3 separate regions of the Mus musculus genome follow, and regions 1 and 2 are each linked to region 3. The links are chromatin contacts, called in public promoter capture Hi-C maps. All regions are on one chromosome and are shown on one strand. Each heading gives the region's core, a stretch centred on a gene start, on an enhancer-like site or on the middle of the called end of the contact. The rest is flanking DNA. Distances are from core to core; before and after follow the strand shown.

Region 1 (2,873 bases), core at 47-2,546, 3.0 Mb before region 3:
TGCAAGGATGAGCACAGCAGTGTGTATGGAGGTTGGAGGATATCTTGGATGTTGGTCCTTCCCTTCCAGCCTGTTTAAGATAGACGTTGTTGTTCATTATTGCAGTCCTGGGGCTAGCTGGCCTGGAAGTTTGAAGGAATTCTCTTCTTGGCATCTTGGGTTTCTATGGGTTCTGAGGATTTGAACTCAGGTCCTCACACTTGCACAGCAAGTGCTTTACTTAACAATCTCCCCAGACCAACTGGATTGCTCCAAACAGCAGAGAAGTGACTAGACTTATCCAAGTGCTCTTAGCAGACACCCGGGAAATTTCGACTCACTGCCCACTTCCCACAGCAAGGTTATCAAAAGGCTGGATTAGGATGATACAGCCTTGACGAATCCTGGAGAGTCATGGAACCTGCAGGCAGCCCCACACTGGCAGTACATGCTCCAAGGCAGTGCGAAAGCAGAGAGAAGCCTGGTTTTGGTAGCCCTCCCCCAGTCGGATATTTACAAAGAAAGTAACTCCAGGTTACTACCCACAGGATAGACCACTTGAACCCTATAGGTCTTGCTTGGCTCCCAAGCACCTACCTAGTCCTTTGAGGGAAAAATTGGGCTTGCTACGGCCTTGAGAGCACACTTCTGGGACAATGGGGCAAAACTGAGACTTTGACAAGGTCAGTGCATTTCCCTTCCCCTTCAACCTTCCCTCCACCGGCCTCAGGGGAAGGATGGGACTGAGAGGTCTGCTGGAATCCGAAGAAGTGTTATTGAACAAAAAGTCCAGGAACCGAACAAAAACTAGTCTGGGTAGATTCACCATTAGGAAAAGAGACCCAGACTTGGAGAGCTGGCTGTAAGGTGCAGATGGGTGACAGTGTGAGAAAGGAGTGGACTTGATTGTATTCTCTCAGGTCAGGGCAACCGGTCCTGGGGATTCTTGAAAACACAGAGGCATGGGGTGTGCATGAGGGGCTAAATGGGTACAGGTGCCCAGGAACATGAAATTTCCCATTACTGGTCTGAACCACTCCTCAAGCCCTTCTCACACTCAAGGGGCACAGGTGTGCTCCTGCAATGCGTGGACACCGGGTCCTGGTGGAGGAGCAGGGTGGGGCGGAGTGGGCGTGGAGCCTTGTGCGAGACACTCCCCCATCTCTGGAGCCACGCGCCAGGCGTACGCTTCCTTCTGGCCCCGGCATAGGACCGCGCCAATTGTCATTGGCCAAACGGGCGATCCCAGATTGGCTGAGACCCCGGCTCCCGCCTCCTCCGCCAGGGGGAGGGACGTGGGTGCGGGTTTGAGGCTCGTGCTACCCTAGGGGGTCGCGCTCTTCTGCCTCCTACCTCTTGGTCACCGCAAAGCTTGGTCCGGTTCTTCATCCGGCTGCAAGCGCTAGGTGTGCGGAGACCTGGCAGCTCTTGGGGCTTAAGGGCTGAGCACCAGGACGGGTGGAGGTGCCTGTAGAGTACATTCGGACCCTCTCTCGGACCCTCTCTCAGCCCCTGAGTGTGCGGGACCTGCGGAGCGCAGTTCGGGATCTGCACTCGAGGATTTTTCGAGGACGCAATAAGCTAAGCATCTGCCCGGAGCATGGAAGCACGTCAGTAGGCCATGAACTGCACCCGGGAGGGGTGGGGGTGGAAGCGCACGGTGTCAGCTTTGCAGAATGTGTACGCCAAGGGGAGGGTGAAGCGTGGCGGGAGGGCGAGGCGAAGGAAGGAGGGCGTGAGAAAGGAGGCGGTGGCGGGCGGAGGAGAGTTATCTATACTTTTTAAAAAAAAGGAGCCGCTTGAGCCGCGTAAAGGGAGACTTGGGGAGCGCCTGACAGCACGCGCGGGACACGAGAGTACCACGCTTCCCTACTCTTTCAGACCTTGACTGGTACGGGGTCCCAGGACTGCAGGAGGCCAGCGACGCGTGCCCTAGGGAGTCCTGCAGCAGTGCCCTGCCTGAGGCCCGTGAAGGTGCAAACGTCCACTTCCCACCGCACCCGGTTCCTCGCGAGCACTTTTCCTGTGCCGCACCAGAACTCGTAGCAGGGGCCCAGGGGCTGAATGCAAGCTTGATGGACGGCGGCGCGCTGCCCAGACTCATGCCCACCTCGTCTGGAGTCGCTGGAGCCTGCGCTGCTCGGCGGAGACAAGCGTCTCCGGAATTGCTGCGCTGCAGCCGGCGGCGGCGATCTGGAGCAACCGAGGCCAGCAGCAGCTCGGCTGCCGTGGCACGCCGCAATGAGCGCGAGCGCAACCGCGTAAAGCTGGTAAACTTGGGCTTCCAGGCGCTGCGGCAGCACGTGCCGCACGGCGGCGCCAACAAGAAGCTGAGTAAGGTGGAGACGCTGCGCTCCGCGGTAGAGTACATTCGTGCGCTGCAGCGGCTGCTCGCAGAGCACGACGCGGTGCGTGCCGCGCTCGCTGGGGGGCTGTTAACACCCGCTACTCCGCCGTCCGATGAGTGCGCGCAGCCCTCTGCCTCCCCTGCCAGCGCGTCTCTGTCCTGCGCCTCTACGTCTCCGTCCCCGGACCGCCTGGGCTGCTCTGAGCCTACCTCCCCGCGCTCCGCCTACTCGTCGGAGGAAAGCAGCTGCGAGGGAGAGCTAAGCCCGATGGAGCAGGAGCTGCTTGACTTTTCCAGTTGGTTAGGGGGCTACTGAGCATCCCACCCCCCTAAGGTAAGTTCCAGGACGGCGGGGAGGCGAAGCAGTAAGGGAGACACGTGGTGGGCGGGCCTGACACTTAGCGCCACGGGGACCCTGTGCAGCCAGGACTCAGCTGGGGCGATCACTTGGATTTCGCGCACGCTTCATTTTTCCTCAACCTTTTTCAAGCCTGAGCAAGACCGGCGTTTGTTTGTCCGGGATTGCAAAACTTCCTCTCAGAGCTCT
Region 2 (3,270 bases), core at 330-2,829, 2.6 Mb before region 3:
ATAGTGGGGGTATAATGGGGGTGTAGTGGGGCGGTATAGTGTGGGTATAGTGGGGGACATAGCGGGGGTATAGTGGGGGTATAGCAGGGAGGGTATAGTGGGGGTATAGCAGAGAGTATGGGGGCCATAGGGGAAGTATGGTGGGGGGTATGGCAAGGGGTATGGTGGGGAGGATGACAGGGGGGATATAGCAGGGGTGTAGTGGGGAGGATATAGTGGGAAGTATAGGGGAGTATAGCAAGGGTGATGTGGGGGGTGATGGGAGACAGAGACCAACTGCCACCACACCAGTGAATAGCTTACATGTGATGGCCAACCCTCGGCCTTTAGTCTGCTGATGCTGCCAGGGTTCTTGAGGCTCATTAGAAGATGGGGTCATTCTTTTCCATCTTATATACCGATCTCTGAAAAGGATCATTTGTTTAAGAGCGCAGAGATAGCCACAACCACCACAAGGTGACAGCACAGACACACATTACAGCGCCAAGATAATAGAGGCTGGGGTCTATTTATGACCAAATTGGAGGTGTCCGTCAGTATCATAACTTAGGGTCCACCCACAGCAATGACCAGGGCTTTTCACAGAGTAAAAATGAAGGATCACTAGGAGCCAGAAATGAGTACTCAGCTGACATGCAGCCACTAGGCTGAGGATCTGCCAAGGTGCTATTGCACCTCACATAGGTGAGAACCACTGCTGAGTGGTCATGACTGGTCAGCCCTTGAGTCCTCCTCCCATCTGGAGCTCCGGTCACTTCCATCTAGAGCTGCTCTACTCTCTGGTGCCCTGATTTGTGGATGCTGACTCTGTGGATTTCAGCTGCATAACTTTCAACAGAAGCTAAGAGCAATGGTATACGCACGCACGTGGCTGGAGGGACAGGGCATCTCTCCTGTCCCCATTCTATCACTGATAGTAGTACTTCAGTAGGATAGGGAGACCATACTGTGCCTCCGGTTGACTGGGGTGACCAAGACCAGACTGTAAGATAACTAATAAAACTCATCGCAAGAGAGTCCTGACAAACGTGACGACTCACCCAGAAAAGGGACGGTGAGGAGTGCCCAAATTAGCTACTACCTTGTTGAAACCACTGCGGCCAGATAAGGTCAGTCAAGCAGACTAGGACAAAGGCTGGGGGTTAGCCACTCGTAGGCTGTTCATACTCCGTGGGATAGTATGAGACCCATGCCCTCAAATTCCCATTGTGGTCATTATACAAACTGAGTAAAGGGCAGCTTCAGTGTGGCAGGGTGCCTGGGGCACCACCGTTCTATGAAGGGCTTCAGCAGGCTACGGGGCTATATGTTCTCGACATCAAGGGAGATATCTGGGGACAATGCCAGGCCCTGTCTAAGGGATTCCAAAGTGGGAGTTGTGGTGAGGCTGTCTTTGGAGAATTTCAGGACGGGTGCGGGTGTGGGGTGAGGCGAACGTGCGCTGGAACGATACAGGGTGGAGGTGGGCCCTGCGGGGGCCCCGGCGGGGCCATGTACTGATTGGTTGACAGAGTAGGGGCGGGAATTCTGGGCGGAGCCACTCCAGTTAGAAAAAGCCCGGGCTAGAGGGCCCGAAGCACCGGGTGTGGGAGGGGGGTGGGGGGTGGGGGTGGGGGGTATCGGGGAAACTGGGGAAGATGGGAGAGCTGGAGGAGAGTCGTGGGGTCCGAGGAGCACCTCGGCATCTGGAGTCTGGCAGGAATGTTGAAGGACTGAGGGGCTAGCTCAGGCAGAGCAAAGGCATCGCAAAGGCTGGAAAACATCGGAGTGAAGCTGAAGGGCCTGAGCTAGGGTTGGAGAGGAATGGGGAGCCAGACATTCATCCCGGTTACTTTTGGTTACAGGACGTGGCGGCTGGTCGGATAAAGGGGAGCTGCTGGGAAGGGTTCGACCCCAGACCTGGGCAGTGAAGGTATAGCTGGCAGCAGTGGGCAGGTGAGGACCGCCGTCTGCTGGGCAGGTGAGTCTCCTTCTTCTCTCTTGGCCTCGCTCCACTGACCTTCTAAACGAAGGTTTAGAGAGGGGGCCTGGTGAGAAGAAGCGGCTGGCCTCGCAGCAGAATGGCACATAGAAAGGCAGGATAGTTAGCAAAGGAGACATCGTCTCGGGGGGAGCCGAGACAGAAGGAGGCTGGGGGACCATTGGCGACCCCAGGTGGAAAGAGCTCTTAGAGAGAAGAAAGAAGAGGTGCAGGGTTGCCAGTAAAGACTGAGGCCGCTGCCTCCAGGGAGGTGATAGGAGTCCTTGGAGACAGTGGCAGAGACCATGGGATCCAGCAAGAACAGAAGCATTCTAGGCTGGGGTCAAACAGGGCAAGATGGGGTCACAAGACACAGATGGGTCCCCAGCCGCCACAACATCCCACCCACCGTAATTCACTTAGAAGAAGGTTCAAGAGTGGCTCTGGCAAAGTCCCAAGTTTGCCAGAGCCTCAATAACTGGAGAATGGAAAAGAAGGGCAGTGCAGGGTGTCACCAGAAGGGGAGTGGGGGCTGCAGGTATCGGACTCCAGAGGGATTTTACAGCAAGGAGGCTGCAGTGGGTCCAGCCTGCAGACACACCATTCCCATGAGGCACTGCGGCCCAGGGACTGGTGCGGAAAGGGCCCACAGTGGACTTGGTACACTGTATGCCCTAACCGCTCAGTCCCTGGGTCTGGCATGACAGACAGAACATTTCCAGGGGAGTCAAGGGCACAGGATGAAGCCAGACGAGGCGAGGCAGGCGGGGCAGAATGAATGAGTTTCTAGGGAGGGAGGTTGGGTGCAGGTAGAGCGAGTAGCTGGGGTGGTGAGCCAGGGAGGCACTGGCCTCCAGAGTCCGTGGCCAAGGAGGGCCTTGCGGGCGGCGACGGAGCAGTGATCGGTGTCTCGAAGAGCTCGGACTGGAGACTAGGGTAAGTGTCTGTCCCGCTCGTGGTCACCCAGTCTCCTCCCACGCAAGTTCAATTAACTCATGTCTTCATTTCTCCCTATAGCCAGGTCTCCAGCAGAGGTGGATGTGCCTGCCAGTCACTGAAGGCGAGGATGACAGGTGTGGTCAATGTGACAGAAAGACATGACATGGTCCGGTGTGATGGAGAGGACAGAAGGGCAGTCATCCAGCCTTCTTGGTGAGCATACTCCCTGCCACAGGGCTAGTCCGCTCAACCACCTAATTGTCCACCCACTCACTCAGGATTCTGTCCTTTGCAGAACACCATGGGCTGGCGCCTTGTCGTAGAAGCCGTCTGTTCTTTCACTTTTCCCAAAGAGCTAACACTTCTCTGCT
Region 3 (3,088 bases), core at 276-2,775:
GTGGGATACTGGGGAGGCCGCAAGATGATTGGCTGGGACAGTTAGCCAAGAAGAGGAGCTCTGCCAGGTTCGGGCTTTATCTTCCTAGCGGTGAGGCCATGCAGATGTTTCCTACTGAGCTGCGTGCAGACAGAAGCCTTCCAGGCTAGGCTGGAGCTGAGCAGGACAGCCTCAGGATGAAGCTAAGGGCCGTACTTGGCCTACTTAGGAGATGCTCTCAGTCAGCTGTGTCTGGTTCCTCCCAGGTCAAGCCAACCTTTGCACCCCCGACACCACCAGTCAAGCCCGGGACTGGAGGGACGGTGCCTGGAGCAACTCAGGTGAGCCTCAGAGGGAAGGGGAAGGGGAAGGGGAAGGGGGAGTCCATCTTGCAGGAACCCTCCTGCTGACTGTGGCACTGTTTCGGAGGGTGAGTGGCTGTTTTCATTTTCTTAGCTGGTAAGTTTTAGTGACATTTGAAAAAAAAAAAAAAGAAAGAAAAAAAAATCCTCAATAACAGGCTTGATGTCTGCTTTATAATTTGCCAGAACTTTCCAGTGCTTGCGGCTTTCGGGGGCTATGGAATTTTCCTTTTCATATGGCTAGTCTACAGTATATATGAAATGCTAGTACAGTCATCTTGTGAGGTCGGGCCCATTCTGTTGTTAGGGGAAGTGGAAGTCTAAATTTAAAGAACTGGCAATGGGTATTTTCAGCTGGACCTCTCTCTTATCAGGTCCTCTTTAATATCGATTTCCTTTTTTTCTTGGCAGGGAGCTGGTGAGCCAAAGGTTGCTCTGAAGGTCCCCATCCAGAAGAGGTGACCAGCTAGGGCACCCCAGGGCCATCGTTTGTGGACGTTTGGAGATACCACTGCTCCTATAAATGTGTTCCTTCAGCAACACCACAACCACCACCCAGGCTGGACCTGCACACGCTGTTCCTACCTCAGGAATAATCTTTCTGTGGCTCTTGCTGTCCAGATGCCCTCATGAACCAGTGGCCTCTCACTGGCCTTGGCCAGCTTAGACCATACATCTGCGTATGCTAGTTGCTAGGCAGGGGCGGTGTACCCTGCAGTGGGCGTGATCAAGTCTGTCTGTCTCTGGGTGGACAGAATGCCAGGAGTCCCCTCCCAGCAACTTCTGCACTGGCCCTCACACAGTGACCTCTCTCCAAGGCACAGTTCCTGTATCTACATCCCACTCGTGTATGAGACTTAGGAAAGGAAAAGACGTCGTTCTTGGGGTGTTGGGACAAGAAGTTGCCGTCATCTCCGGATTGAAACAGATTAGTTGTTGAAATTATGACTAAACACTATTCACTAATAAAGATTCTATTTTATCAATAGATTATAGATCACATTCTACATGGCAGTTTGTTTTTATTACACCAGATCAAACAATTTCACCTACCATCTCCCTTCGTTTTTTAACCATCCACCTTGATTCAGCCCGATCTCTGGGCGTGCAGGAGGACCAATCCTTCCTGGGATCGAGGGAGGGACCAGCGCGGTTAGGGCCCCGCCCCTTCCGGCTGTGCCGCGTCTCCCAGCAACGGTCCAAACCCGCCAGGTTTCTTCCGCTGTGTTTCTCTGCTGCACACCCACTTCTCTGCCATGCTCAGTGCTTCCAAGCCGAGCTCAGCTTCGTTCCTGCCAACGCCTGGGGATATTCATAACCTCTGCGCCTGGCTGGACCGGCTCCCACTCAGCCGCCCCAAGCGCCACTTGGCTCGGGACTTCAGTGATGGTGGTGCGAGTGAGGGCGAGGCGCTATGGGGCGGATGATGAAGAGGACTCAAAGCTGAGGGCCACCCTTGCCTCCAGCCCCCTAGTACGGGTGTGGGTGTTGGGGGAACGGAGCGGTTCTTGAGTCCAGACTCGTGCTCCTTAGGAAAGGTAGTAGCAAACAGGGCCTCCTGTGGCTCTTCCAGCTCCCCCTGGGCTCTCACGCTGTATTAGCTTCCCAGGCCATCCTACCACTTGGTCTGACCTGGAGTCTAGGTGCCGTGCCAGACTCGGGGACAATTATGGGCTCCCCAGGAAAAGCTCGTGTCCTTCCCACTCCATTCCATGCATCTCATGTGGTCAGGGATTACAGTTGCAACCCAGGGTCTTGACCAGGCAAGCCAAGTTCCCCTCGCATTCCCACAGTGCTGGTGGCCGAGATTGTGAAGCACTTCCGCCCTCGGCTGGTGGACTTGCACAGCTACGTCCCAGCCTGCAGTACAGACCAGAAGCTGAGCAACTGGAGCCTTCTCAACAGGCAAGGCCTGGGAGCTCAGCCCACCTAGGTTGACCCCGGGATGCTCTCTCCAGCCATGGGTCTCTGACTGCCTAACTGTGGGTCCTTGCCTATAGAAGAGTACCACAACCAGGGGTACTAGGGCACTAGTACCCCTAGTACCACTCCTGGGGGTGCTAGGGCAGCCTATCAGCTAGCCTGCTCCCTTACGGATCAGTAGAGTTTTACTTCACCTCCCCAAATGTCCTCAGACAAGACTCTGCCTGTGTATAATAAGTGATCTCAAGGACAGAGTCGGGCAGATATGTCTGATGTAGTCCAATCACAGAGGGCCCTCGGGAAGTGTCTGAGCAGAGCAAGGTGGAGAACCTGTGTGGGCACCCCCAAAAGACTGGCTCAGATTGGAATAGAAACATTGCTGGGCTCAGGCCTGGGTCTAATCTCATGGGCTTATGTTTGAGAGGGAAGAGATGAAAAGAGACCTCAAGGGAGATGATCATGCTGAGAGGGCCCAGCTGCAGGTTTCCAGGTACTGTTGAGCTGTCTCAACAGGATTTACCGAGGGCAAGCCAGTAGAGAGATGAGAATGAATGCAGAGAACATGGCCTGATAGAGCACCCCATGTTCTGCGATCTCCTGAGACATAGCTCCAAAGGCCAAGAATGAGATAGCCATGCGCCACTCAAGTGCAGGGCACAAAGGGGCTCTCTGAGAAAGCAAGATGCTGCCCAGTGGCTGGAAGGCATTGCAGGGAGCATAGAACTTCAGGGAGGGCTCAACTCCCAGTCCTTGATGGTACTGCTTTGAGAATGTGCTCCTACCTTCTTTGCAGGAAAGTCTTTCGCAAGCTGCACTTGTGTATC

What was found. Promoter capture Hi-C pulls out the DNA fragments that hold promoters and counts their contacts.
Region 1: a contact with region 3 is called in a promoter capture Hi-C map of liver, with 3 times the contacts expected there. The contact joins the promoter of Ascl2 here to the promoter of Spef1l in region 3. A contact is called at or near these places in 2 of 39 promoter capture datasets (liver and pre-B cells).
Region 2: a promoter capture Hi-C map of pre-B cells shows a contact between it and region 3, with 2.7 times the contacts expected there. The contact joins the promoter of H19 here to the promoter of Spef1l in region 3.

What each region holds. Positions count from the first base shown.
Region 1 is chr7:142,967,687-142,970,559 of GRCm38.p6, reverse strand. It overlaps Ascl2 (achaete-scute family bHLH transcription factor 2), which reads left to right and starts at 1,296. Exons shown (of 3, transcript NM_008554.3): 1 at 1,296-1,589; 2 at 1,861-2,660. The coding sequence starts at 1,580. The coding sequence ends at 2,642.
Region 2 is chr7:142,576,455-142,579,724 of GRCm38.p6, reverse strand. H19 (H19, imprinted maternally expressed transcript) reads left to right here and starts at 1,579. Exons shown (of 5, transcript NR_130974.1): 1 at 1,579-2,896; 2 at 2,982-3,112; 3 at 3,195-3,270. It overlaps Mir675 (microRNA 675), which reads left to right and starts at 2,578; the gene lies at 2,578-2,661.
Region 3 is chr7:139,977,192-139,980,279 of GRCm38.p6, reverse strand. It overlaps Spef1l (sperm flagellar 1 like), which reads left to right and starts at 1,525. Exons shown (of 7, transcript NM_001033465.3): 1 at 1,525-1,733; 2 at 2,135-2,246; 3 at 3,058-3,088. The coding sequence starts at 1,598. It overlaps Adam8 (a disintegrin and metallopeptidase domain 8), which reads left to right. Exons shown (of 24, transcript NM_001291066.2): 23 at 246-320; 24 at 753-1,348. The coding sequence ends at 803. It overlaps Gm16201 (a long non-coding RNA gene), which reads right to left. Exons shown (of 5, transcript XR_389973.3): 5 at 1,300-3,088.